5 separate regions of the Mus musculus genome follow, and regions 2, 3, 4 and 5 are each linked to region 1. The links are chromatin contacts, called in public Micro-C and promoter capture Hi-C maps. All regions are on one chromosome and are shown on one strand. Each heading gives the region's core, a stretch centred on a gene start, on an enhancer-like site or on the middle of the called end of the contact. The rest is flanking DNA. Distances are from core to core; before and after follow the strand shown.

Region 1 (4,774 bases), core at 871-3,370:
GCCCCACCAGACTGCCCTCAACCAAGGACAGACTATGGCCTGAATTTTGATCAGTGATTTAAAGGGAACAGGAGAGGCTCCTCTGGGTTCCTTATTCTCCACAGTTCTGGGACAAAACCCTTCTAGAAGATGCAAGTCCACTAAACTCAGATGTCATCTGGGACCTCCTGTCTCCTTAATCCAATCAGAAACAGTGTTATGGCATGGAAAATGCCTCTGTTTAGAGCAAAAAAAATGTCAGAGGAATTTCCAGAGCTGAGAAGGGTTTGGGTGGGTCTGTGGGGCAACAGAATCCTTTGTTCAGCTCCAGTGTCAGGGTCATTTAATCTGAAGTCAAGAGACTTCCATGGATTCAGTGATAGAACCCTGAAATCTGGGTTCCCATTTTCTTGAGAAATCACCACTGTCATTAAGTTAACATGGTATGGCAAAATACTAGTGATTCTCAAATACCCAGTCTATAGGTACATGACCCATTTTTATGACAAGAAAAATGAGGCACCTAGAGCAAAAGGCCCAGTGTTTAATCCAAGCTGCCTTGTTTAATTTGTTGATGGCATTGGTCTTGTGTCATACTTTCATCCTCCAAATTAAGCTGCTTGGTAACTTTGTTGATTAGATGCCCTGAAATGATACAACCTTCTAGACAGTCAACACTACCTCATTGACAATTATGGAAAACCTTTTATTAATAATCAGTTCAGCAGTGTCCACAGCTGAGAGCCAGTGGACTCCCCTCTGGTAGAGGCAGAGGGGAAAACCTCATTTTAAGCCAGGCTTCTCTAGCTGGAAATATCAGCCCCAGGTGCTCCCATCTCTGCCTAGCCTGCAGTCTGTGATTAGGGGCCCTAATGGCCATAATGCCTCCAATGTGGTGTTTAAGCCAATAAGGCTTCAGAAAAGTTACGGTATGTTTAATAATGGCTTAATGACTCCTTGTGAGATGCAAGGCTTCTGGTTCCTGTTTGGCCTTGATTTACAGCCCAACTCTGGCTGAGGACAGCCAAGAAACCTCCTCTAAGCCTCCAACGGAAGAGGGAGGTGTTCACACCAGGCCTCTTAGATTCCTTTTAAAAATGAGAATTCAAATAGAATACAAATGATGTTTGACTCCCTGCCCCTCTCGCTAATCTCCAGGGGTCCTAAAAATATAAATGTTTTAACCCGGACCTAAGGGATCTTTAAGCTCGGGTCCAAAGGACCTCTGGTATTTCTTCCCAGATCTTAGGCACAGTAAGGATTATTCAGTTTCAGAAAGGCTAAGCTATACCCTAATCCTAGGCTTCCTTTGGGTCGAGGAGACTCACCTTTGGGAGATGCAATCCTACCCTCGCTATGTCTAAAATAGCAAGCCTGAAGCAGTTAATTTGCAGTGGATCTGAGTGACATTCAGTTTATGCTGCTCAGAAGGACAATGACCCTTCTGCTCTTCCATAGCTGACCCAAAAAGCTACCTGGGCAGACCACTGTGAAACCTAGAGATCTCTCTGTCTGTTTTGGCCTGCCTGGGCTTTGGAACTCACCACCAAATGTAGATGGACCACAGTCAGCTGAAAACGCTAAGTGAGAGGTTCAAATCACAGATAATCAATGACAGTATTGAGGCCCAAGCTCCCAAGCCCCCTGCTGTTTCCACAGCATCCAGTCTCTAGGATGTCCAGGCAAAACAAGTGTCTAAGGGAGATGCCCTTGCTTTTTTCCAGCTACCAGCAAAAATAAACCGAGCAAGGTGAAGGGGAAACTCTACCACAGTAGAGGCCTCTCTTCTCAGACTGATGTCAGATCAGGCCTCAAAGAGAATGTTGGAGGAGGGATGGGGGAGGGTGCGGGGGTGGGGAGGATGTCTGCCCTCACCGTTTCACCTCCCCAGGGCCAAGAGCCACTAAGATGGATATCAGGACTTGAGGGTGCAGCTCAGAGCCAAGGACTCACCCGACTGCTAGACAAAAGGGATCCTGCCCTCGAAAGGAAGCAGCTTCCCTCTCTTCTCTTCCAACTGCTTGTGATACCAGACTCGGGGTGAATGGGGTGGGGTGGGGGTGTTCCTGGGCTCCGAGGGGTTAACCCGCACGGGGCCGCACGTGACGTGGATGGTTCCAGCATTAAGTCAGAGGCGCGGCCCCCTCTCCTGCCCCCCACCCCCCGCGGCGCGCGCCGCTCCCGGGGGCTCCGCGCCCCCGAGCCCAGGTCCCTCCCCCTTGGCTCACAGGCCGCGCGGGTTAGCGGGAGCCCCGGAGCTCCGGCGGCCTGTGAGCCCGAGCCGGCATGGACCCCGAGCGCTGCGCGCCTTTCTCCGTGGGGCCGGCGGCCGGTCCTTACGCGGCCGCGGGGGACGAGGCTCCGGGTCCCCAGGGGACTCCCGATGCTGCGCCTCACCTGCACCCCGCGCCACCCCGCGGTCCGCGCCTGAGCCGCTTCCCGGCCTGTGGGCCCCTGGAACCCTACCTCCCAGAGCCCGCCAAGCCGCCCGCCAAGTACCTGCAGGACCTCGGGCCAGGCCCGGTGCTCAACGGCGGCCACTTCTACGAGGGCTCCGCGGAAGGTAACACGCCGGGGGTCGGGGGTGGTGGTGGAACCCCATGTCGTTCTTATCCCCAGCCCTTCCTGGTCTCCCCGACTCTCCCGCTTTCTTGCTTCTTAACTTTGGGTACGTCTCGCATTTTCCACGATTCCCTCGCTAGATCGCTGCTGGCCTGGCCGGACAAGGCCAGGGCATTGGGGACCGCAGAATCGCCTGTGTCCCCGGCCGGCAGAGGCAATGGGAGGCGGGAGGTCAAAGGAGGGTGGAGTAGGGACGATCTTGGGCCCATTCCGACCCCCAAGGTGATTGAACCTGGGAGGAGAGATCGCGCTCATCCGGAGCCGAGCCTCTCTGCCACCGACCCAGAAGAGGGGACTGGGTGGAGGGCCCCGGAGCCTAACTGGGCCCCAAAGCTGGGAGAGAAGAGTTCTGCTTTTGTGCATGGCGCCCGCTGAGGGCGTAGAGGCTGGGCCTCGACTTAGTGGCCAAACTGGACTCAGCGAGGGAAAGGCTGTGTCCTGGACTTACCCAGCTCTCATCCTCGGGCCCAGCCTCTGCAGGAAAAGGTTTTCTGATGCCGTTAAGTCGCTCCGCAGAGTGGCGGTGGCTGCTCCCCCTCAGAACTGGGACTGTCTTCAAGATCAAATAACTATGTTCTTGTTTCTCAGATTAACTTGGCCTCCCCGTCGCCACGGGGATGGCTACCCTTCTTGCAGTTGGCATCTCGGCACCGAATCATCACCGCTGAGCCGTCGGAAGCGGTCCCGAACTATCCTAAATCCCAGGGCGCATCCCACTCCGGGGACCGTGCCCTGTGTGCTAAGGCGGGTCGGACCGTACCATTATCTGAGAATGCGCCTGAGTGGCAGGGCCTGCCAAGACTCTTTTGCCGCCCACTGTACTCGCTGACCCACGAGTGGCTCAGCACCCACGCCCACCCCTCGTATGCAGCCACATTTCGTAGCCTAGACCCAAAACTAGATCCCGGGAGATCCGCCAATGCGGCAATCGCCTGCTCCTCGCGGGCCTCCTCAGAGAGGCTGGGCAGCGAGCAGCTCCTGGCTTCGTCCCGTCCGGGTGGCGGGAGTGTGCAGGGGAGGCCCGGGAGGTGTGTTGGGGTCATCGGAGGAAATGAGCAAGTCCGCGGAGCTTCGTGTCTAATGCCGTTTGAAAAAGGCTCTCCTGATAAAAACCACAGTTGGGACTTAATGAGAAGCAGTTGGCCTGGCTCCTCTGATCCCTGCCAGACGGCGGCAGCCACGCAGCGCCCAGAGCACCGCCAGGGACAGGTACCCGTCTGGGTTGGGATCGCGCCCCGCAACACCCCACCACAGTCCAGTGTCCCCGCCGATGCGCAGCCTCTTGCACCGACTGTTCGGGTTCTTGGACAGCCGTGGGTCTGATCGCACTACGAAAAGGAGTGGGATTGAATGGGCGGGCAGTGTCTGTTGTCGCAACGAAACGAGGCGAAAGAAAGCCAAAGGATGCAATCAGCCCAAGGGGAGAGGGGGAAATTGAACAAAACAACGGATTACAGTCTGAAGAACAAAGGTAACTAGCCAAGTCCGTCGGTGAGATGGGGAGAGGAACGAAAAAGAGTAAATAGACAAATAGACGAACGAAAAGAGCGAACAGCAGATCGAACGAAGCGGGTAAACGAGAAAAAGAAGAGAGAGAGAGAACACGAAGGAAGGAAGGAAGGAAGGAAGGAAGGAAGGAAGGAAGGAAGGAAGGAAGGAAGAAAGGAAGAGGGCATTTCCTAAAAGGATAGAGCACACCAAAATATGAACACGTATATGAAAATTAACGATTCAGGCCAAACGCAAAGAAGGCGCAGCCGAACGAGCCCGAGCCTGAACTGGAATCCCGGCCGCTGCTCCAGCATCGGCTGGAGCTTCTTTACCCTAGTCTTGGTTGCACGAGGGATTCTTACTAAAGATAACCCCCCATACGCACACCCACATCCTAATATCCCTGCCTTTAAAATACCGATCTCCGAACCTTGACAGGTCTGTGCTGAGACCCGGCTTTTTGCGCGCGCGGGGGGGGGGGGGGGGCTGGCGCACATCGTTTTTCTCTCGTCCCGTGCCCCCACCCCGCAGCCCTTGGCCACATTCTGCACCCTGTCCCTCTCCTTAGGAGGACCTTAATCCGTCCTTTCCAGTCACCTATGCACCCTCCTTAGCAGCTGTGAGTGCAAGGACGGTTCCTCCTGGCTCCTCCACTTTTGTCTCTACACTGGCTGACCGACAT
Region 2 (4,774 bases), core at 844-3,343, 2.8 Mb before region 1:
AAAGAAGGAAGGAAGGAAGGAAGGAAAGAAGGAAGGAAGGAAAGAAGGAAGGAAGGAAGGAAGGAAGGAAGGAAGGAAGGAAAGAAGGAAGGAAAGAAGGAAGGAAGGAAGGAAGGAAGGAAGGAAGGAAGGAAGGAAGGAAGGAAGACCACCTCCTCCCCCATTAGAAGTTGAAAGCTTTGCCCAAGGGCCAGGGTCATGGGTCAGGACCCAGAAGCCTGCCTGAGGCTTTCTCTTCCTCCTGTCTTCTATGAACCAAGCAAGACCTCCAACATCTGTACCAGAAGTGGGTAAGAACCAGAGGCCAAACCCGAAAAGTAGCAACAAAAAGAAGCTGAGAGAAACTAGCCACAGAAGGGGACAGGAAGAGCCCCAGGAGGCCACGGGTTAGCCTGGTCACTGTCCCCAGCAATTGACAGCACAGTTCTAGGAATACCAGGGGCCAAAAAGAAGGAAACAGCTGCTCCCTTGGAGGGGCAGTCTTCTCCTCAATTCTCATCTCCAGATGTCTCACTTACTGTTCCTGGGGTCTTCAGGCCTCTGCCTGTTCATCTGCTGGTCTCAGACTTGTTCCATCTGATGAACAATATGGCGGTTGTTCAGAATGGAGAGAGACCAGACCCCTGGAGGGGCTAAGAGGAAGCTTGGAAGAGAGTAAGAGAAAGGGAGGATGAGGAACTCCAGCTTAGGCTGTCCCAAGGCAAAGGCAGCCATTTCTGCTCTGGGAATCTGCCCTTGCTCCCCTACCCTCCTCCCTCAGACTACAGAGCAGTGGGGGCAGTGACCCTGAGACGAGTGAATAGGCTTTCTTTTTCCTAGGAGTGAAGCAGGGGTGGGAGGGTCTAAGAATCGGTGCTGTCATCTTTCTGGTCTTGGGATAGAGCTAAGGTCAGAAAAGGGGGTGGAGTCTGCCAGCTTTGTCCCAGAAGAGACCGCTGGGGAAGAAGCCCCAGGTCTCCCAGTTCTGTGTCTCCCTCCACCTCTAACCAACCCATCCTGAGCCTTGCTTCCTGGACTCTTCTGAAACTGGCTGAATTCTGCTGCTGTGTCTCAGCCCCACCTCAGAGGGCTAGCCTTGCACGGCAACAGGTCTCTGCTTCCGTGCACAGCCCACAAGAGCTTCTCCACTCTCTGCCAAAGGCCTTTCCTCATTCAGTCCCCAGTGAGAAGTCAAACTGAAGCACATTGCTGGTGATCTGAGGGAGGGCCTATCGAGGGGAATGCAGGTGGGGGTGGAAGGTGTGTGGGGCCAGTCCCCTGGGCATGGGTGTGTCCCCACACTTCTAGATGAACCTCCTTTCTCATAAGTCTTCTTTCTCAGGCTATGCCAGGAACCCTCATTTTGACCATTGCAAATGCCATTCGTTCTTTTCTTGGGGACATCCTATTTCTGGTTGAGTTCTAACCGTGTCTGATCCAACACACACATTTCTCCTAGGTATTCCAGTGCTCAGAGAACCTGGAGAAGATGGGAGACTTGGGCTCTCTGGCGTTCTATTCATTCCCTCCTGGAAAGGTACAGGAGAAGGGAGTTTCTGGGATTTGTTCGTCAGCATCCATAGTCTGCCTCAGTTTCCTTGAGCTGTTTCCCCAATCCTTAATTCAGGCTAAGATGGGGCTGGGAGAGCAGCCTCCATAGCAACAAGAGGTCAACAAGAACCTTAAATCTTGCTTTTGCTTACTTCTGTTCCCTCTAGCATTTATTCTTACTCCTGGTACCCACCTGCTTCACAGCAGTGGCCCGGGTTCAACTTTCTGGCCTGAGGTCCTCGCTGCTTCTGAGCTTGGCATCTAGACTCTCCAAATCGGGCTCTTCGAGGGAGTGGCCAGCTTAGGTGTTGTCTGGTTTTGAGCTCTGTCCGCGATAGATCGTCAAAGTTGTTGCGCCCGAGGAGAGCAGGGGCTCTGGCTAAGCTGGAGTCTCCGGCTTAGAGCACCTAGATGCTCTGGTCCAGCACCCACCAGTTCTGCGGGGCTAGGCCGGGTCCTCCCGAGCTTTCGGTCTGCAGGTTGAGGAGCGCGCAGCCGCTAGACTGGGAGTCGTTCTCGCTACTCCAGCCTTTGCGGGCACCGCCGGCTTCTTCGAAACTGTGTGGGGGTGCTCTGCGGGGAACCTGGGCACAGCTGGCCCGCAGCGGCCTCTTGTGGCGCACAGCAAGTCAGGAATAGAAGCCCACCGACTCTCTTTTCAGGGACAGTTCCTTGAGCAAAACACATCAATTATAGCAGGTCACTAAAACTTTCAGGAATGTGGCCCCTAGTCTAGTAGTTCAAGGAGGTAGGTGGTATTTTGGGATGGGGATAGGCGTTGCATCTGGGAGTAGTATTCATTTAGACCAGCAGTAGGCTGTTACTTAAATCCGAGCTCATTAAATCTTACAATTCAGTTCTTCAGACCTCGGACAGGGTTTCACACCTGTAATCCAGAATTTCGGAGACAAGGCAGGGGTTAAGTGTGAGACCCTATCTAAAACAAACAAAAAAAACAAACAAACAAGCATACATACATACAAACAACAATAAAACTCAAACCAAACCGAACAACCTTCTAAACCCAAACAAAGAAAGAAAAGCACAGCAGGGGTAGGGAGATGGGAAGGTAAGATTGCCTGAAAGTTTGAGGAAGTTTGGTCTGTATGGTTTACACAAGGTTCCAGACCTGCTAATGGCTACTTAGCCAGACCACATCTTCAAAGGAAAGAAAGAGAAAAGGAGGTGGTGTGTGTGTGTGTGTGTGTGTGTGTGTGTGTATAAAATCCAGTTCTTTGTTAGTACAATCAAGTGTTATTTAAGGTGCTTCCCAGGCACTAAAAGCAGACCACTGTATTAGAAGATTCTCAAGTTGCATAGTTTTTGGTTTTTTTTTCTTTGTTTTGTTTTGTTTGTTTGTTTGTTTGTTTTACCACAGGGGTTCCCGGCTGCCACCCGGGAAGGATAGTAAATACTTTCAACGGGCTGGAGAGATGGCTCAGCAACCACACGATGGCTCACAACCATCTGTACAGCTGCAGTGTACACATATACATAAAATAAATAAATAAATATTTAAAAAAATATACTTCCAGCACAGAAGTGCTGCCCTCCTGCGTGGGAGGACCAAGGGTAGTACCGGGGTGGAGAACCAGGCTGCAAGGTTTCACCAGGCATGAATGGCCCTGTGGATAATGGGTGTGACTCTCACCTTGGAAACCAAATCTGAGGTTTCTAGTATCTTCATCAGAAAGACAGTCAATAGTCCCAACAACAAAAATACGACAGGTTCATGTTTTGGGCTCATTAAACACTTGAGGGTAGAAGTGTGCTGTGACTCTGCCTCTTCCCAGCAGAGGTGTATGTACCTGTTAGAGTAAGGAAGGTTTGGGAACGTAATAGTGTGGGGGAAACAAAGAAGGACCCTGCTTCTGGATCCTGAGCATACAGCCCGGGACGGGGCGCTCCCTCTCTCTGGATCTCTCTTTCCAGGGTGCTGAGAATTGAATTCAGGTTATCAGGCTTGGCACTTTTGCCTGCTAAGCCATTCCCCCTACCTCTTTAAGACCAAGTCTCATTATGTAGCCTTGGCTAGTCTGGAATTTACTATGTACTCAGGCTAGCCACCAACTTGTGCTCATCCTGTCTCTACCTCTGCCTCCTAAGATTATAGATGTGTGCCACCATGTTTGTTCTGAGAATGCCCTCTTCCCGCCCCACCCCCTTCTCCTCTGTAATGGAGGAGTGTCATTCAGCTCCCAGCAGGGTAAGCATCTCACCAACTTTTCCTGCCTTCTTCCTCCTTGCTCTCACTGTACTGCCTCAGGGAGAGGGCCGGGAATGACTGAAGAGGTCTGATGGTCTAGGAATAGGAGAGGGGTTCAGATGCACGAGAGCCCTAGAGTTTGGTTATAGATGGGAGCCAGAGTGGTTCCAGAGTTCAGGGGAGCAGCTAGCATCCCTGTCCATGATCTGATACTGGAGTCCAGGGGTCAATAGACCCCAGTTCTGTGGCGTGGCCCATCTTTGCAGTCACACTGTGGATGCTGTGAAGAGCCCAGAAGCTGGGTGATGCCGAAAGGTGATAGATAAACTGACCCAGAAACACTGAATAATAAAACTAAAGCTTTTTTTTTTCTCTCTCTCCAGTCTTTGGCTTCCCACTGACATTATCAGACAGTTGGCTTCAGTTTTTCTCAGGAAGAAAACACTCATAGTGGCAGTATGCATGTTCTTTGCCCCTGGCTGCCTTTGAGTCTGATTTTATCAGTCCTCCCCACCTCTACCCTGGTGATTTCATTTTTCTCTGCCCTGCCCTTCCCCTACCCCCAAACACAGACCTAATTACAGCAAGTTTGTACTTTGAATGACCACTGTGTAATTTTTATTTAGAAGTGGTCGAGAAAGGCGGCACAGGTTAGCCCAGGATATGAACAGGATGCACATAGCTGGGTGCCTTGAGGTGGAGTCTCAGCTAAGAACAGGGAGTCGTGGTTCCCTCAAGGAAGGGCCTTGACTTCTGCTAAACTGTGTGTTGGGGATAGATGAAGGAGTGGATAGTGATCAACTCTCTAAGCCCAAGTATAAGGACAGAATTCTTTCTGAATCGGGTCAGTAATCCTTCCCTAGAGAGAAGACAGAGAAAAACAGCCCCTCTGTGTGAATCGTAGTGGGCTTTCCTGCGACCCACACACGCTTTTGGCCTGGCCTTTGTCTCCCCCTGGCGGTAGCCAGAGAACTTGCTCAGCATTGCTTTTCTGCTTGCAACCTCAGGGTGGAAATTTAGGAGTCCCGCTCCCCTCTG
Region 3 (4,774 bases), core at 908-3,407, 2.8 Mb before region 1:
GCACGGGAGAGTGGAAGTAAAAAATCAGATGTTCAAGGTCAACCTTGGCAACGTAGTAACTTCAAGTGTTGCCCGGATTACGTGAAATCCCATCTCAAAAGTAAACCAGGGTTGGAGGGATGATGGCTCAGTGCCCAGAGCTGGATTCTGGAGTAACCAAGTTAGATGCCCAAGCATGGTCAACAGCTCAAGACTGCATGGAACTCCAGCTCCGGGGAAGCCGATGCCCTCTTCTGGCCTTGGTGGGCACTTATATATAGTGCACACATGTACACACATATAGTACACACATGTACACTTGGGAACCTGAGGCCGGAGACCCATTTAAGTTTGAAAGTTTGAGGCCAACCTGTATGGTTATAAACTTGACTAGAATAAATGATAGCCCTGATAAATTAGCTTAGTGAGAAACTTTACCGCTCAGATGATCTGATCAAGTTCCACACCCTCCACTTTCCATATGTAACCTTCTGGTCTGTTTATAGCAAGAATTGCTCTTGATGTATGATGTTTCCATTCAGTAAACAACACCCAGACATCTGCTTTAAGTCCCTAGCAATCCGTTGTATTTGGAGTTAGGCACTCTTTTTTCCCTACTTCCAAAGTACTGGACTTGTGATCAGAGCCACACTGCACTTTGTGGACATAGGTGAACACATGGGTGGAGACTTGTTGACTATCCATCCTGTGCTAAGTGCTCTTTACCTTCCTTCAGCATTTTCCTTACCATCCCAGGCGTCATTTCAGCCTGTTGTATGGCATACTATAGACTATGCTGTATGCATATCATACCTTGCGTACTGCATAGTTTTCATCTGTGTGTTCCCACAGTACCCAGCACAGGGTAGAGCATAATACAGGTCTTTGCCTCTATTTCAAGAAGCCACTCAACCCTTTTAATGTTCCTTTTAAGACATGTTCATGAATAACAGTAATATTCTGGTTAACGCGGACTCCTACCTTCTCCCCTAGCCTCAAGCTACACTATCATTATTAATTCCGTCTAAAACTCGCCCCAAATCACGTAACAGCAGCCATATCTCACCCATACTAGCATTTTGGTCAGTTGCAAGGCAAATCTCTCAAAATCTGTTAAGGCCCAATCCCATTCCCCTGCTTACTAGTGCACCTCTTTACACTCATCCCAGCTAAATTGCTTCTCCGGCTTCCATCCATAGCAGCAGCCTGTTGCTAGAGGTGTTCGTCTATGGTTTGACAGAAGTCTCTTTGATTTTTTTACTTGGGTGGTAACAGGAAAAGGAAACCAAATATCTTCAGCCATAGGGAAAAGGGGCCTCTAGGAGGCTGTCCCTGGCCCCGAGTCTCCATGGAGAAGCCACAGGTGCTAAGGGAGGTTTGATTGCCTACGCAGTTTGTGTTCTTTTCTCCCTAAAGCTCCCCGAGATTCTCCCGCCTACCCTGGGCCTCTTCAGCTCTCCCGCAGCGTGGACCCTGCAGGCAGTCCTCCCTTAACAAGGGGGCGGGGATCCCCGCTTGGCCCGCGCCTGCAGCGCCTTCCCTGTGGGACTCCCCTCCCCCACCATCGAGCCCCGACCACCGCGAGCCGCGCGTGGGCACCGACCCCTCCCCGCCGGGCTGGGCTGTGCAGAGCGGGCGGGCTACGGGTGGCGCTGGCTGGGCGTGGGCAGACGACGGAGTAGGTCTGCCAGGACCGGACCGGCCTGATCGGCCCCGGGCTGCATCCCTGTGCACCCGCGGCGGGAAGGTGGCCCCACCACCCGGGGCGCTGGCCCCGCGTCTTGGGGCCCGTGGTGGGCCGGCCCGTACCTGGGCTTGAAGTCGTGGTTGTAAATCGTCCGCAGCCGCTCACGATCTGTCTCCAGGTCCAGTCCACGTTCGGCCAGAAAACTCTCGAACCTCTGGCCGGTCTCCCGGAGCTTTCGGCAGCTGAACTTGCTAGGCATCGCGGCGGCGGCGGCTGCGGCCCAGGCAGGAGGGTCCGCGGAAATGAAACTGAAAGTCGCCGCCGCGGTTTAGAGTTGGCTGGTCTGGGGTGAGGGTGCAAAGGGGAAAAGCCCCCTACCTCTGACGTCTGCTCCGGCCAGCCACCTTCTCCCCGACTGCCTCCCCTCCTCCGTCCTTCTCCTACCTGAGCCTTCCTTTCGGTCTCTTCGTCCTATCCCCTCCCCCCCTTCACATTAACTCTTTCCTAAGGAGTCTGACCCCTCCCTCAGGGCCCTCCCCTTACCCCGAGCTCCCTCCCCTGGCAGCGAGCCAGGATCCGAACGTGGATATCGCCTGGGGCCCCCTAAACAGCCCGGAGGACCTTGGAGCCTCAGCTAGGGCTACTCCCACGCCCACTCTCCAGAGCCTCGGGACATAGAAAAGCTGCAGAGCAAAGGGCAGAGCCCCGGACATGGGTCGGCTGCAGCTGGACTGGGGCCGCTCGTCCAGCACCTCCCCCAGACTGCCAGGGACATAAACCAGTACGGAAGCGAGCGGCACGCCCCCTCCCCCATTCCCTCCCTCCTCTGGCTTTCTGATACAGAGGAAGGCAGAAGTCAAAGTTGTGTGTGTGTGTGTGTGTGTGTGGGGAATGGATGGAGGGAGAGCAAGTGTCTCTATAGATAAAGGGGTGTGCGTGTGGGAGAGAGGGACAAGAGCTTCTGCCAAGACCCAGTCCTTGCTTTTCTGGGTCACACAGGCTTCATAATACTTCAAGGTTGGAGATTCTTGCTCTTGAGCTATGCATTTGGGCACTCGGTTTGTGTTACTCTTCACTACTTATTGGCAGTAAATCATGATTGCCCAGCCAGTCAAAAAAACATTAGCACCTAGAGAGCCAGGCGTGCTAGGCAATAAATGGTTAACACTGACAACATTAGTACCAGGAAAAGAAGTAGACCAATATGCTTAGGCAAACTAAGGGGTGGGGCTACTATAACAACAAATGTAAAACAAGCCTTCTGCACCTATTTATCCCCTGGAATGAAACTAAAAAACAAAAACAAAACCCAAAACAAACAAACCCCATACACACTACAATGAGAAAGTGAGAAAGGCTTAATCTACCAGAATTCCACATGTATCAAAGTTACTGTTCTCCAAGGTTCCTTATAGGCAGCAACAGTCTAACCCAGGGTAGGGAATGCCCTGAACAGGGTCAAGTTCCCCCTTGGTTAACTACTCCTAAGCCAAGAGTATGCTATGCAGTCAGGAATGGAGACTACAGGAACAGGGAAATCTTACGTCCTAGAAATTGATGTAAACTCGAGGGAAAAACTAGGAGTAGCCAGATGCTTAACACCTCCAGACCTTCCCATCCACTTTATATGATGCAGGCTCAGAGAAGATAATAGACTTCTAAAAAGTACTGTTGTTTTGGGGCACAGTGGTCCAAGCCTGTAATCCCACTTCTTGAGAGTCTGAGGAAGGTCTACTAAGAGTCTGAGCCACTTTGGGTTACACAGCAGGACAGTCTCAAAAACAAAATTGCTATTCTTTATCATTTCAAAATCCTACAAATACACCTATGATGAGCACAATAAAAGTGCCTTTTAGACATACAGAAATAGCTTAGTTAGGAATCCCAATGCACCCAAGGCTACACTTGATAACCAGAATCCAATGACATAATTTACTCAAAATAACCAGACACATGACTAACTGAAGAACTAAAAAGGCTTTTTTTTTTTATTGTGCCCTTCACACTATCACACATTAACAATTCAGACCAGCAAATCTGGTCACCTGAGGACCTCAGCCCTTTCTCTGGATTATCTGAACATTCTCAAAACACAGACAGTAGTCCATGTAAAAACTTGAGTAAGTTTTGAATGGTGAGTGGCTTTGGTTACAATGTGACATCTCTACTTGTCTTCTGGAAGGCTCTACTTTGAAAGTTACTGTTTTGATGCATTCGGTTTTAGAATGCCTGCCCCCTCTCAAAAATCACCTCAGCTCAGTCATTTCCTGGAGCTTTCATTACATCTTTCTCTTAAGAATTGGACTTCCAAGAAGTAAGGTTGATGGTATTGTGAACAGCAGCAGCAGTCTGTAACTGTATGTGAAATAAACTCTAAGCTTCTCAGGGGGGATTTTTTTTAAGACAAGATTTCTTTGTGTAACAGCCTTGGCTGTCCTAGCACTCACTTTGTAAACCAGGCTGGCCTAGAACTCAAGAGATCATCAGCCCTGCCTCTGCTTCAGGGAGTACTGGGACTTAAAGGCCTGCACCACTATACCCAGCTGTTTTCTTATTACTCCTTGCTGGGTTTTATAAATCATCACTTAACAGTCTTTAACCTTTGTATTCAAAGTAGACTATACTAACCAAAGCAACTAAAAACAACTTGGTTGGTCTACCACATACCAAGGGAAAAGCCATGCCACCAGGTACAGTTGGTCTTCCTTATGTAAAGAGCCTTTATTTGCAAATGTATCCACTCATTAACATGCTTCTAAGGAAATCCTATGTCCACGTCCCCAGTTTAGGCAGAGAGGGCACTGTGGCACTGCCTCCTTGCTTCATCCCTCATAAACAAGTGTTTACTGTCATGGCTTTTGCCCTTTTGTGCTTTTTGGTGGTGATTTTACAGCTTAAACATGGCTCCCATGGGTGGTGTACTGAAATGTGGCCTAATACTCTTAAGTATAGAAAGCTTTGTAGAGAAAGTTCTTGTTACATAGCTTCATTCATCCTAGCTACAGCAAGAGGAATGTTAAGAGACTCTCAGAATTCAATCAGTAACATTCCATTTTCCAATTCAATGTTCACAGTGACTTTATATGCAACAGAATTACCCTGATGAGT
Region 4 (4,774 bases), core at 1,388-3,887, 2.6 Mb before region 1:
GAGACAGACATCTGCCAATGAGCTTTGCACCCACACTCGTCCTGGCCCTGATGCTGCCTTCCTTTGTTTCACATGGACATAGGAACCACTCAGTCCCTCTGCTCTTCCATCTAGCAGCATTTGCAACATCTTTAATATGAACCACTTGTGGAGGGAGGGAGGAAGGAAATGGGAAAGGGAGTAGTAGTCAGGAGTGAAAATGGGGCTAGAAGAGTTGCAGGCGAGTCTTTAGGTCTGACCAGAATGTGGGAAAGTCCAGAGTGAAGCATCCAAGGGTCACCAAGACTGACTGACTCTCTCTTTCTCTCTCTTTCTCTCTCTCTCTCTCTCTGATTCATGAGTACACTGTAGCTGTCTTCTCTTTCTCTCTCTCTCTCTCTCTGATTCGTGAGTACACTGTAGCTGTCTTCTCTCTCTCTCTCTCTCTCTCTCTCTCTCTCTCTCTCTCTCTCTCTCTGATTCGTGAGTACACTGTAGCTGTCTTCTCTCTCTCTCTCTCTCTCTCTCTCTCTAATTCATGAGTACACTGTCGCTGTCTTCAGACACCAGAAGAGAGCATCAAATCTCATTACAGATGGCTGTGAGCCACCCTGTGGTTGCTGGGAATTGAACTCAGGACCTCTGGAAGAGCAGTCAGTGCTCTTAATCACTGAGCCATCTCTCCAGCCCAGGGAGACTAAAACTGGTGAAAAGCAGTCAAGTGTTTTGAAAAGCCAGTTGCCGTGTGGGCCAGATTAAGGTGAGCGCTGGGTACTACATGCTTCCATGCTTTTTCACAGGGAACCTGAAGTCCCCAGCCAAACTGGGTCATAAAGATGGGGGTGGGGGGCACTCTAGTCACTGAAAGGCTCTTTTTCTCCATCTTCCTTCTTTCCCTTTCCCTTTCTAAAGGAATGTTTCAAGCCAGATGTAAGATATAGGCCTCTCTGCTTCCTCGTCCGAACCCGCCTTTTTGCCTTCTCCAACACTGCAGAGATAAAAAAGATCCAAAAGGAAGATTTTTCTCTAACAGGAAAACAGGGGTGGGGGTGGGGATGGAGAGAGCAGCATCTTGAAATGATAGGAATCTGCAGCCCAAGCTGCCTTGCCCCTCAGCCAGCTACCCCTCACCCCTCCAGCCCAGATTCCTAGTCCAGGGGAGAAAGCAGCTACAGGGTGCAAGAGAAGAGACCTCGCTCTGTGGGAGGTAGGGGTGGGGGTGAGGAGGGGGTGCTTGTTTCAGGGGAGGAGCAGAGCAAGCGGGGAAGGGAGACACTACATGTTAGAGAGGGCACTGGCCCAGCCCAAGAGGCCAGTTCGACTGGAGAGGTGAGGAGGAAGGATGAGCCATCCGAATCTTTTTGCAGTCCGATTCTACCCTCCTTGCCCTTCCTGGAAAGAGGATGCGTATCCAAAGGGGGATGAAGGAGTCCTGGGGCCGGGTCGGGAATTCTACAAAGAACACAGCAGGCATCCGGTGGATCCTGGACGCCTTTTGCCTCATCTGCCCTTTGGAAGTGTCTGAAGATTAAGGCCTGCAGGAAGAGATCTGAAGAGAGGGTCTCACAACTCTTGAGACTCTAGAAGCCCCTGGGGCTTGGGGAGGAAAGGCGGGAGGTTATGTTATCTGGGACAGGAAAGCAAAAGGGGGCATCGGTGTTCCAAATTACACCCTCAAAGCCAAGGCTGGTGACAAACGCCTGCGTTATGCAACCCCAAGGATTTAATTTGTTTCGGTTGTGGGCATTAGGGGAAGTTTGTGCCTCAATTTCACTTCTAAGCCTTTCCGTGGATGCTACTGGCTCGTTGTGTGGGCTAGACTAGCAGAGGGATGTGGGGGACAGCCAGCTGCCCCCCCTACTCGTGTCTCCAAGGGCTCTTAGGTGGTGTAAGGTTTTTTGAAGACCATGACCATGCCAAACAGACACTGCAGGATGTGGAGAGGCGACTAGTTCCCACCCTGAGAGAGAATCACCAAGTAGCTTCTGCGGTAGAGGTTTCAGTAGAAATACCAAGGGGCACAATGGGGCAGCCTAGGGGACTTCAACCATCAGCTCCCTCCTTCCAGATGCCCAGGGCTCTCCTCTCCAGCGCCTCATTTTCTCCAACTCCTCACTGGCCACTGGAAACTTCTGGGACTGTGTCCTTCCTCTAATTCCTCCTAGGCAATTCTGGTGCCTAAGCAGCCGATGCCCAGAGCAATGCACTCGTTCCAGTAAGCCTACCAACCCCAGAACCATACTTACCACCAGGACGTGTCTACACGGGCCGGCAGAGTCAGGAGTAGCAGCAGCAGCAGGCAGGCAAGACCCAGGCGGGCGGAAGATGGGGACACGTCGGGGGCCGTGGGTCTGGGCACGGGGACGCGGGCACGCCGAGGGGCGAGCTGCGCGGCTTCATCCTCACCCTGCAGCTTCAGCATAGCTCCCCGCAGACTCCCGCCCCGAAGCCCGCAGGGCCGTGGACGGGCACTGTCTGGGCTTCCTCAGGCGTCTCCTAGATCGCCCCACAGAGTGGCCATGGGGACCATGGGCGACCGAGGACCTCAAGGCACGTGGAGCCCGGGAGCCAGACGCAGGGTTCCCAAGAGCGTGCAGGGCCAGGAGACCGACGAGCGCTGAGCCGGGTGTGGGCGGTCGGGTGCGGTGTCAGTGGCTCCGGGGCGCGGAGTGCGGCGGGGGCCAGAGCGCGCCGACAGCCCCTGCGGCCGCAGCTCTCATTGGACGGGGCGGGGCGGGGCCGGGGACACGCGCGGCCTTCAGCGCGGCTCCGCCCGCGCCAGCCCGGGTGCTCCCCGGCGCCCTAGGTGTGGCGGCCGCCTCCTCCCCTCCGTTCTACGGGGCGCCACCGCGCCGCGTCCCCACCTGCTCTGGCCACCCGCGACGGGGCTCTTCCCTGCCTGCAGCCCCCTGTCCCTACCGACGCCACGCCACGCCACCGGGTCCTAGCGCCCTTCACTCAGCAACGCGGACCACTGCGTTTGATGGCAAGGAGCACACGGTGTGTGTGGCGAGGGAGAGACGTGGAGAGGGTTGCGGACACTTCCAGTTCTTTAAGTACAGAAGATGCACTTTCTCTTGGTCCTCCCATCCTTGCGCTTCTAGGAAACTGGTAGACACCCGGCCAGCAAGAGTTGCGGGATAGTGGGACTCCTTTGGCCACACTGCCCTCAGGGGTACCACCGTAGGCAACCGGCCTCGGGCGGCGGACCCTCTCAAGAAGGACTCAACGTTCCCTCCACCCCGCCCACCGCTTCTCCCACCCACTCTCGTCCCGCCCGTCGTTGAGAGTCTTGTCCACCTTGGTGCTTTCCCCAACTCAGGGCAGCGCAGCCACCCAAGAAACACACCTGCGGGCGGGACGCAGCCGCCTGCCGGTGCCCTGACGGCTGGCCAGGGCTCGGCAGAGCTCGGTCTCTCCCAGTATCTCCGTCCCCCACCCCCTCGGGCGGAGCTGCGACTGGGAAAGAATCAGAAACAGCTGGGCTGCTTTCCCGCACCAGAGGCCGGGGTGGGGGTCCTGCGGAGAGGGTGGAAGCCCTGGTGCCTTTTCTCCCCCCTCCCTTTCCACCCTTCTTCCTCTCCACTGGTCCCTCAGTCCCGCAGAGTCGGGGAGGTGGGGTAGGGTAGTTGGGAAGAGGGTTGAAAGGATACCTTGCTCCTTTTGTATGCCCCACCCCCGACCCCCAACGGGCTCTCACTTCCCTATGTGTGAAGTTGAAGCTCCATAGGGGCACAATGATCCTTACTGAAACACAAAAGTTCTTTAAAGCCCAGATGGAGCCTTTCAACTGGAGACTTCCTCTGAGGTCTGGCCTAACTCCTTCAGCCTCAGTTTCTCCTGCCCAGCCTCCCATTCCCAGGTTGTTTTTCATGCCTCTCCTCGTGATTTTATCTAAACTATATAGTTCTGATGTAAACATCACGCTGGCCACTGCCCACCCACCTTAACCCCAAACTCACTGTCAGTCCGTGTTTGGTGGGGGTGTTAGAGATGCCAGAGTGTGAAGGACAGGGTACAGCTGGCTGCAGACATCTCAGAGACAGAGAAGAGAGAACAATTCAGAGGGGCGTTCATCCTCTCTCCCCTCAACTCAGTCCTCTGCCTGCAGTTTCTGTGGTAAGAGGCAAAGTAGATGTGCCAATTCCACAAACATTATTTTCTTTCATCTGATAGAGTCGTGCTTGGCTCCAGGAAAACACACACACACACACACACACACACACACACACACACACACACACACACACATCAAAAAAGCATTTCTGCCTTCAAGGAGCTTACACTTTATTAAGCAAGACAGATAATAAACACAGATAATAAGCACGGGGAATGCTACAAAGTAGAGAGTGCAGAGAGGTGGGGGGGGGGGGGCGCTGTGGGCAAATCCGGCAGGGTAAAGGGGCCTCATCATGGTGATAATGAAGAGAGGGTATGAGCAGGCAGGAAGTAAGCTGGGCACACTGGGGCAGAGCACTGTAAGAAGCAGAGTCAGTAGACACCCCGAGGCAGGAGCCATCAAAGCAGTCAGCTAAATGGAGCAGAGTGCCCTAGGCAGGAGGAGGGGAGTTCAGATAAGTAAATGGAGGGTAATCTAAGGTCGGAAGGAGAGAAGGTGCCCACCGTCATTGGGCTGTGTGGATGGAGGAGGGGCTGGACTGGTTTTGGATGAGAAGGGGGGAGGGGTGAATTCAGGAAGCAAGTGGAACCAGCAGCTAGCTATGTTGTTCCCCTCCTCCGGAGCCCCATTCCTACAGCCTGGTAGACTTCCCACTGGTAACCGGCTCTCAGGCCA
Region 5 (4,774 bases), core at 1,233-3,732, 2.1 Mb before region 1:
AAACAATCGAAGTAGGACAGCCACAAGAAGTGAGGGCTAGAGCGAGCCTTTAGGATACCTAGGCAAGCTTCAAAGAGCAAGCCTGAGTTCAACAGCGCTAGAAAGAACAGCGCAGGCAACAACAGCCAAGAGGGAGCAGACTATAAGCTATGCTGCTCTTTTCTCTCACAGTCCACATGGCGACAGACACCACCAGAGCCTCGGGACCAAGGAAGAATCCTTACGTGTGCACAGCTTGGAAAGGACACAGACACACACATGCAATCTCCCATAGGAGCATTGTCTTTAAATGGAAAAGATAACCTGAAATACACTCTGAGCTTGCAGAACACACATACACACTGGGGCTGGAGTGACTGAACCAACACTTGAGCCCTGTCAGTGGTAAGAGGAGGAAACCTACTGCCCTGGCAGTTCCTGACTTTCAGTTCCTATTTAAAATGTCTGAATTGGGAGCATCGACAGGCTCCCAAATTAGCTTTTTAAATAGAAGCTGAGAGTTAAAGGAAAAGCGGCCGCGTCATGGGGGAAAAGCAAGTGAAAAATCCCGGCCAGGCTGGTCCAGAGGCAGAGGGGGGAAGGAGTCAACAGGCATGGCTAGGGAGATTCTAGGAGGAAATGGAGGGTACCCAGCATCTCCTGGACAGTGTCTCCTCCAGTGGCTTGAACCTAAGCCAGGTACCTTCTTTCTCCTCACCATCCAGCCTCAAGGAGAACTGTAAACAAAACCCACAGTGGCCTGAACTAGAAATCCAAGTCTCCCTTACTTTTCTTGAGATACTGGAGACAAAAAAAAAAAAAAAAAGAGAGAGAGAGAGAGAGAGAGAGAGAGAAAGAGAGAGAGAGAGCAGTTCACAGGCACTGCACTTAGATTGCCAAGTATGAGCATCTGAGGATCGGGATTGGAGGATGTGGGGCAGGGTGTGAGTGTCCTGTCTCCACAAATGGCTTACAAAGTCCCAGAGACCACAAGCTGTCACATTAGTAGACCACTCCAAGAGTCTAGTGGTGTTCCCTCCCTGACAGTTTGGGGGGCTCGATCCTGGAAGTACCTTTATGTTGCTGAACAATGGCAATGCCGTACAGGAAATTCAAACTTCGACAGAAATAAGATATTATATTTTCACTGCTCCAAAACTGGACAGAAGGTGTTAGATCAAAGGAAAATGTCACTACTGGGACCAGGCTTCTCAGAGACAGAGAACCTTCTCTCAGGAGTCAATTCAACTGAGATTTAAAAAACAAAAAAACAAAACAAAACCCCACCACCACTAGCAGTAGCAACAACAACAAAAACCTCTCCCAAATAGAGGAGGGAGGGAGAATCCTCGCCAGGGCCTTCCCTGAATTCTTCCAGGGTTGGCCAGGGAGTGGCAGTGTTGTTAATCATTAGTACTGTATGCAAATGAGTATGCAAATCTCACGGGGTTCTTGGACTCTGGGCAAATGTTAATGGGGTCCACACCCACCTCTTGAAGGGCCAATTGTACACCTTTCATACTGACAAACTTAAAGGAGCTTTGGTTAGGGTAAGTGAGCCTATGAAAAAGAAGCTCAGAAGTACTGGAGGCCCAGAGTAGCTGAGACCTCAATAACTACTCCTCGACTTGCACTTCTGGAACAGGATCGGTTTGCCACAAACCAGAAACCCTATTCTTGACTCACGCCTTCACCCTCTCCGCACATTTCTCTTTCCTCTGCTTTTGTGTTTCAGCACACACCTTTCCATACTCAGAGCTGCCATCTCTCAAGCCAAGGCGTTCCGGTCCGGGCAGAGGCACGAAGCTGCTTGCTTCGCGATCTCCAGGCTCGGGAGTCCCAGCACCCAGGCCGGAGACACAGGGAAAGCCGGCCACGGTTTGGCTTAGCAGCCAGGACTGGGCTCTACTCTGCTGCCGCGATGGTCCTGGGACTCTCAGCTGGATCCTATGCTCCCGTGGTTGTCCCACTCCTCACGCTGGGTCCGAGTACTAAGCAATAGATAACTCTGGGCTCTGGAAAGGATCCAGGGCCTGGGCCCGCTTTGGAAAGATAGAGAAATGAGAGTTCCTAAATCCCCAGTCTTAATTCTGGGTATTCGTGGTGGGGTATTGGAGCGAATCCTGACCTTCTGGCCATGTGTCAGAGGTCACTCCTGAACGACAGTGGCTCTTACGCGGAGATAAAGGCAGTTTGTCTTCCGTGGGATCTTCCCAGCTTTGGCAAACACACCTGACTGTTCAGGGTCAGCCTGTAAGCTTGCGCGGCGACCAGCTGCACCTCACTAGGTGACCAAGGAGAGGAGTTAGTTGCTCTACCGCGTGGACAGTGAATGGGAAACAGACAGCCAGTTAAGTGTACACACCCCACGCGCATACACGCCAGCGCTCCCTACCACCTCTTCCTAAGTCCCCAGCCACACACGCCCCCGAACTCACGATCACGCCGCACGCCCGGCTCCTCCCCCACCCCCAAGCCAAGCTCACCTTGCCACGCTCGCCCCATGCCCACCCTCGCCGGCACACGCGCTCACACTCGCGTCCGCACACTCCACTACCACCTCCAGGCACACCCTAGGATTCCTCCACTCTCCTGGGGAGACGCACCAGGCTCTGCCTAGTCTCCCCGCCTCCCCCCCCCCGCTGCAGCCCCCCCACTCACGCGCGCGCCCTACACACACACACACACACACACACACACACACACACACCCTCGCGCAGAGTCACTCCCCCTCGCACGCCCTCGCCCTGGGCACCCTCCGGCGGCTAGGCTCCCGGGTCCTCCTCCTCGCTCCCTCCGCAGCCTGGCCGCTCTGCTCTCTCGGGCCCGGCCTGGGGCCGCTCGGCCCGTGGGGATCGGTGGGGAGCGGAGGGCGCAGCCTCGCCGCCTCCCCCGGACTCTCCTCTCCGCCCCGCCCGCGCCGCGCCCCCACCGCCTCCTCGGGAGAGGCAGCCCGTGGCCGGCCCGGCTCCGCTCTGCCCGGCATCAGCGGCGGCGGGGGCAGGGAACGAGCGAACCGGAGCTCACGAGCCCGAGAGCGGAGCGGCTAGGCGGGGAGGGGACACGCTGCCAAGCCCGGGCTGGAGCGGCGGTGGCGGTGGCGGCGGCGGCGGCGGCGGCAGCGGGGGAGGAACGGCCCCACGGACGGACCGACGCACGAACCGACCGAGTGAAGGAGGGACGAGCGAGACTTCGCCGGCGAGGAGGAGCCGCCCGAGCGGCGGCTGCTGGGCGCTTCCCCGCGCTGCTGGGCGCTCTGCGCCTCGGCGGCCCCTGGCCTCAGCTTCCTCGCGCGCGCGGGGCGCGGGGCCTGGGGCTGGCTTCGGCGAAGGTAAGAGGGAAACGACCGAGCCTCCCAGAGACAGCAAGTGCGAGGAGCGCTGCTCCCACGCCTGTTGCTCCCGCTGCCCACGCGGCACCCTCCCACTCCCGCGCCCGGGTGGGTGGGCGCTGGGGCGCCGGAAGGATTGGGGGTGGGGCCGGGCCGTGGGGGAGCAAGCAGCCGGCCTGGGGGCGTCGGTTCCCTGGGCTGCAGAGCCACCTCCGGGCACTGGGGCGCCGAGAGGTTTGGGGGTGGGGGTGTGAACCTCTGCCCTCTTGCCATTGGCCTGCCTTCCCTCGCCGGGCGCCAGGAGCAGCGCCCCGGGACCTGGCTGCAGGTGGCGACGGTTTGCTCCGTCCCCGCTCTTTGTGAGCTGAGAAGAGAAATGGCTGAGAGTGGAAGCTGGGAGCCGTTTGGGGCGCTTTGCAAAGTTCTCCAGCCAGGCGAGCCTGTGTTTGCCTGTTAGAGGATGAGGCTGGTCCAGCTCGTCCTGCCTGGCACATCTTTTCTTTCCCGGGAAAGGTCCCATAAGTGTCCCGAGAGACCATAGGGAAGGGGGTTCAAATTTGTTTTAACAGAGTGTTTACACTAGGGATGGGCAGAGAAGTTACCTGGAAATCAACTAGATTCCTGTGCTTTCTTAGTGCTGGCATTTAATTCAGCCCACGTTGTTCTCCTTTTATCCCGGGCAGCCTTGATAAGTCAGCAACAGGCTGAGAGGTTCCAGACCTGAAATCAAGGCAAAGAAAGTCTCCGTGTATTTGACGGAGCCTCTGAACTTTCACGGGGTGATAGGCGGCACAATGCAATCAGTAATCAGGTTTTACAGGGTGGTCATGCATGAATGTAGGTGATGCTTGAATCGATGCCTTATTTACTGTTACTTCCAGGGAACCTGAAGGTTTAATCTCGGAAAGCGGGGGGAAGGGGGATTCTGGGCATTCATTCAATGCAAAGCGTGTGTACATTTCCCCATGTGGACACATACCGGCCCACTGAAAGGAGCTGATGTGTTTATTTTTTTTCCATGTTGCGTCTTGAATGCTATAAGACGTAAGTACACAAGGGACCTCCAGAGGAAGAACGATTAACAGCGGCTTCCTTTTGCCGTTGAGGAGGCTGGAGAAAGAGTTTGGGGAAACTGCACTGGCCATCCTAGGAGCTAGGAGAGGCACTGTAAAGAAGAGGATCTGCAGGTCCCAGGCCTGTGCCCCACGGGATCTCCAGCATGGCCCCCATGCTCATTTCATACCCAACAAAATCCCGCAGACACGGGACAGACTCCCTGGGGGCGTGAAACAGTTCCCCAGACCAGCTCTGATTTCTGAGGACTCTCCTCCGAGGTCATTGAAGGGCAGATCTTGGTGATGTGACTTTTTTTTTTTTGTTTGTTTTTCTGCTTTGTGTCTGTTCAGGTGAAATGGAAGTGTCAACCCCCCAGGACAGGAGGTCTGCCTTTTTTTTTTTTTTTTT

What was found. Promoter capture Hi-C pulls out the DNA fragments that hold promoters and counts their contacts. A called contact is a pair of places that touch in the nucleus more often than the background predicts.
Region 2: a promoter capture Hi-C map of cranial neural crest shows a contact between it and region 1. The contact joins the promoter of Tafa3 here to the promoter of Alx3 in region 1.
Region 3: a promoter capture Hi-C map of cranial neural crest shows a contact between it and region 1. The contact joins the promoter of Mov10 here to the promoter of Alx3 in region 1. A contact is called at or near these places in 2 of 39 promoter capture datasets (cranial neural crest and stem cell-derived epiblast-like cells) and 1 of 115 datasets of contacts at active chromatin or transcription factors (embryonic stem cells).
Region 4: a Micro-C map of embryonic stem cells shows a contact between it and region 1, with 6 times the contacts expected there. The contact joins the promoter of Wnt2b here to the promoter of Alx3 in region 1. A contact is called at or near these places in 1 of 39 promoter capture datasets (cranial neural crest) and 1 of 484 Hi-C or Micro-C datasets (embryonic stem cells).
Region 5: a promoter capture Hi-C map of embryonic stem cells shows a contact between it and region 1, with 12 times the contacts expected there. The contact joins the promoter of Kcnd3 here to the promoter of Alx3 in region 1. A contact is called at or near these places in 1 of 39 promoter capture datasets (embryonic stem cells), 3 of 484 Hi-C or Micro-C datasets (all in embryonic stem cells) and 1 of 9 other capture datasets (embryonic stem cells).

The regions. Positions count from the first base shown.
Region 1 is chr3:107,592,911-107,597,684 of GRCm38.p6, forward strand. It overlaps Alx3 (aristaless-like homeobox 3), which reads left to right and starts at 2,121. Exons shown (of 4, transcript NM_007441.3): 1 at 2,121-2,542. The coding sequence starts at 2,266.
Region 2 is chr3:104,775,454-104,780,227 of GRCm38.p6, forward strand. It overlaps Tafa3 (TAFA chemokine like family member 3), which reads right to left and starts at 2,094. Exons shown (of 7, transcript NM_183224.3): 1 at 1,724-2,094; 2 at 519-643.
Region 3 is chr3:104,816,148-104,820,921 of GRCm38.p6, forward strand. Mov10 (Mov10 RISC complex RNA helicase) reads right to left here and starts at 2,158. Exons shown (of 20, transcript NM_008619.2): 1 at 1,789-2,158. The coding sequence starts at 1,925.
Region 4 is chr3:104,959,072-104,963,845 of GRCm38.p6, forward strand. Wnt2b (wingless-type MMTV integration site family, member 2B) reads right to left here and starts at 2,638. Exons shown (of 5, transcript NM_009520.3): 1 at 2,226-2,638. The coding sequence starts at 2,401.
Region 5 is chr3:105,449,408-105,454,181 of GRCm38.p6, forward strand. It overlaps Kcnd3 (potassium voltage-gated channel, Shal-related family, member 3), which reads left to right and starts at 2,483. Exons shown (of 8, transcript NM_019931.2): 1 at 2,483-3,310. Kcnd3os (potassium voltage-gated channel, Shal-related family, member 3, opposite strand) reads right to left here and starts at 3,548. Exons shown (of 4, transcript NR_040759.1): 1 at 3,146-3,548; 2 at 2,108-2,263; 3 at 1,722-2,021.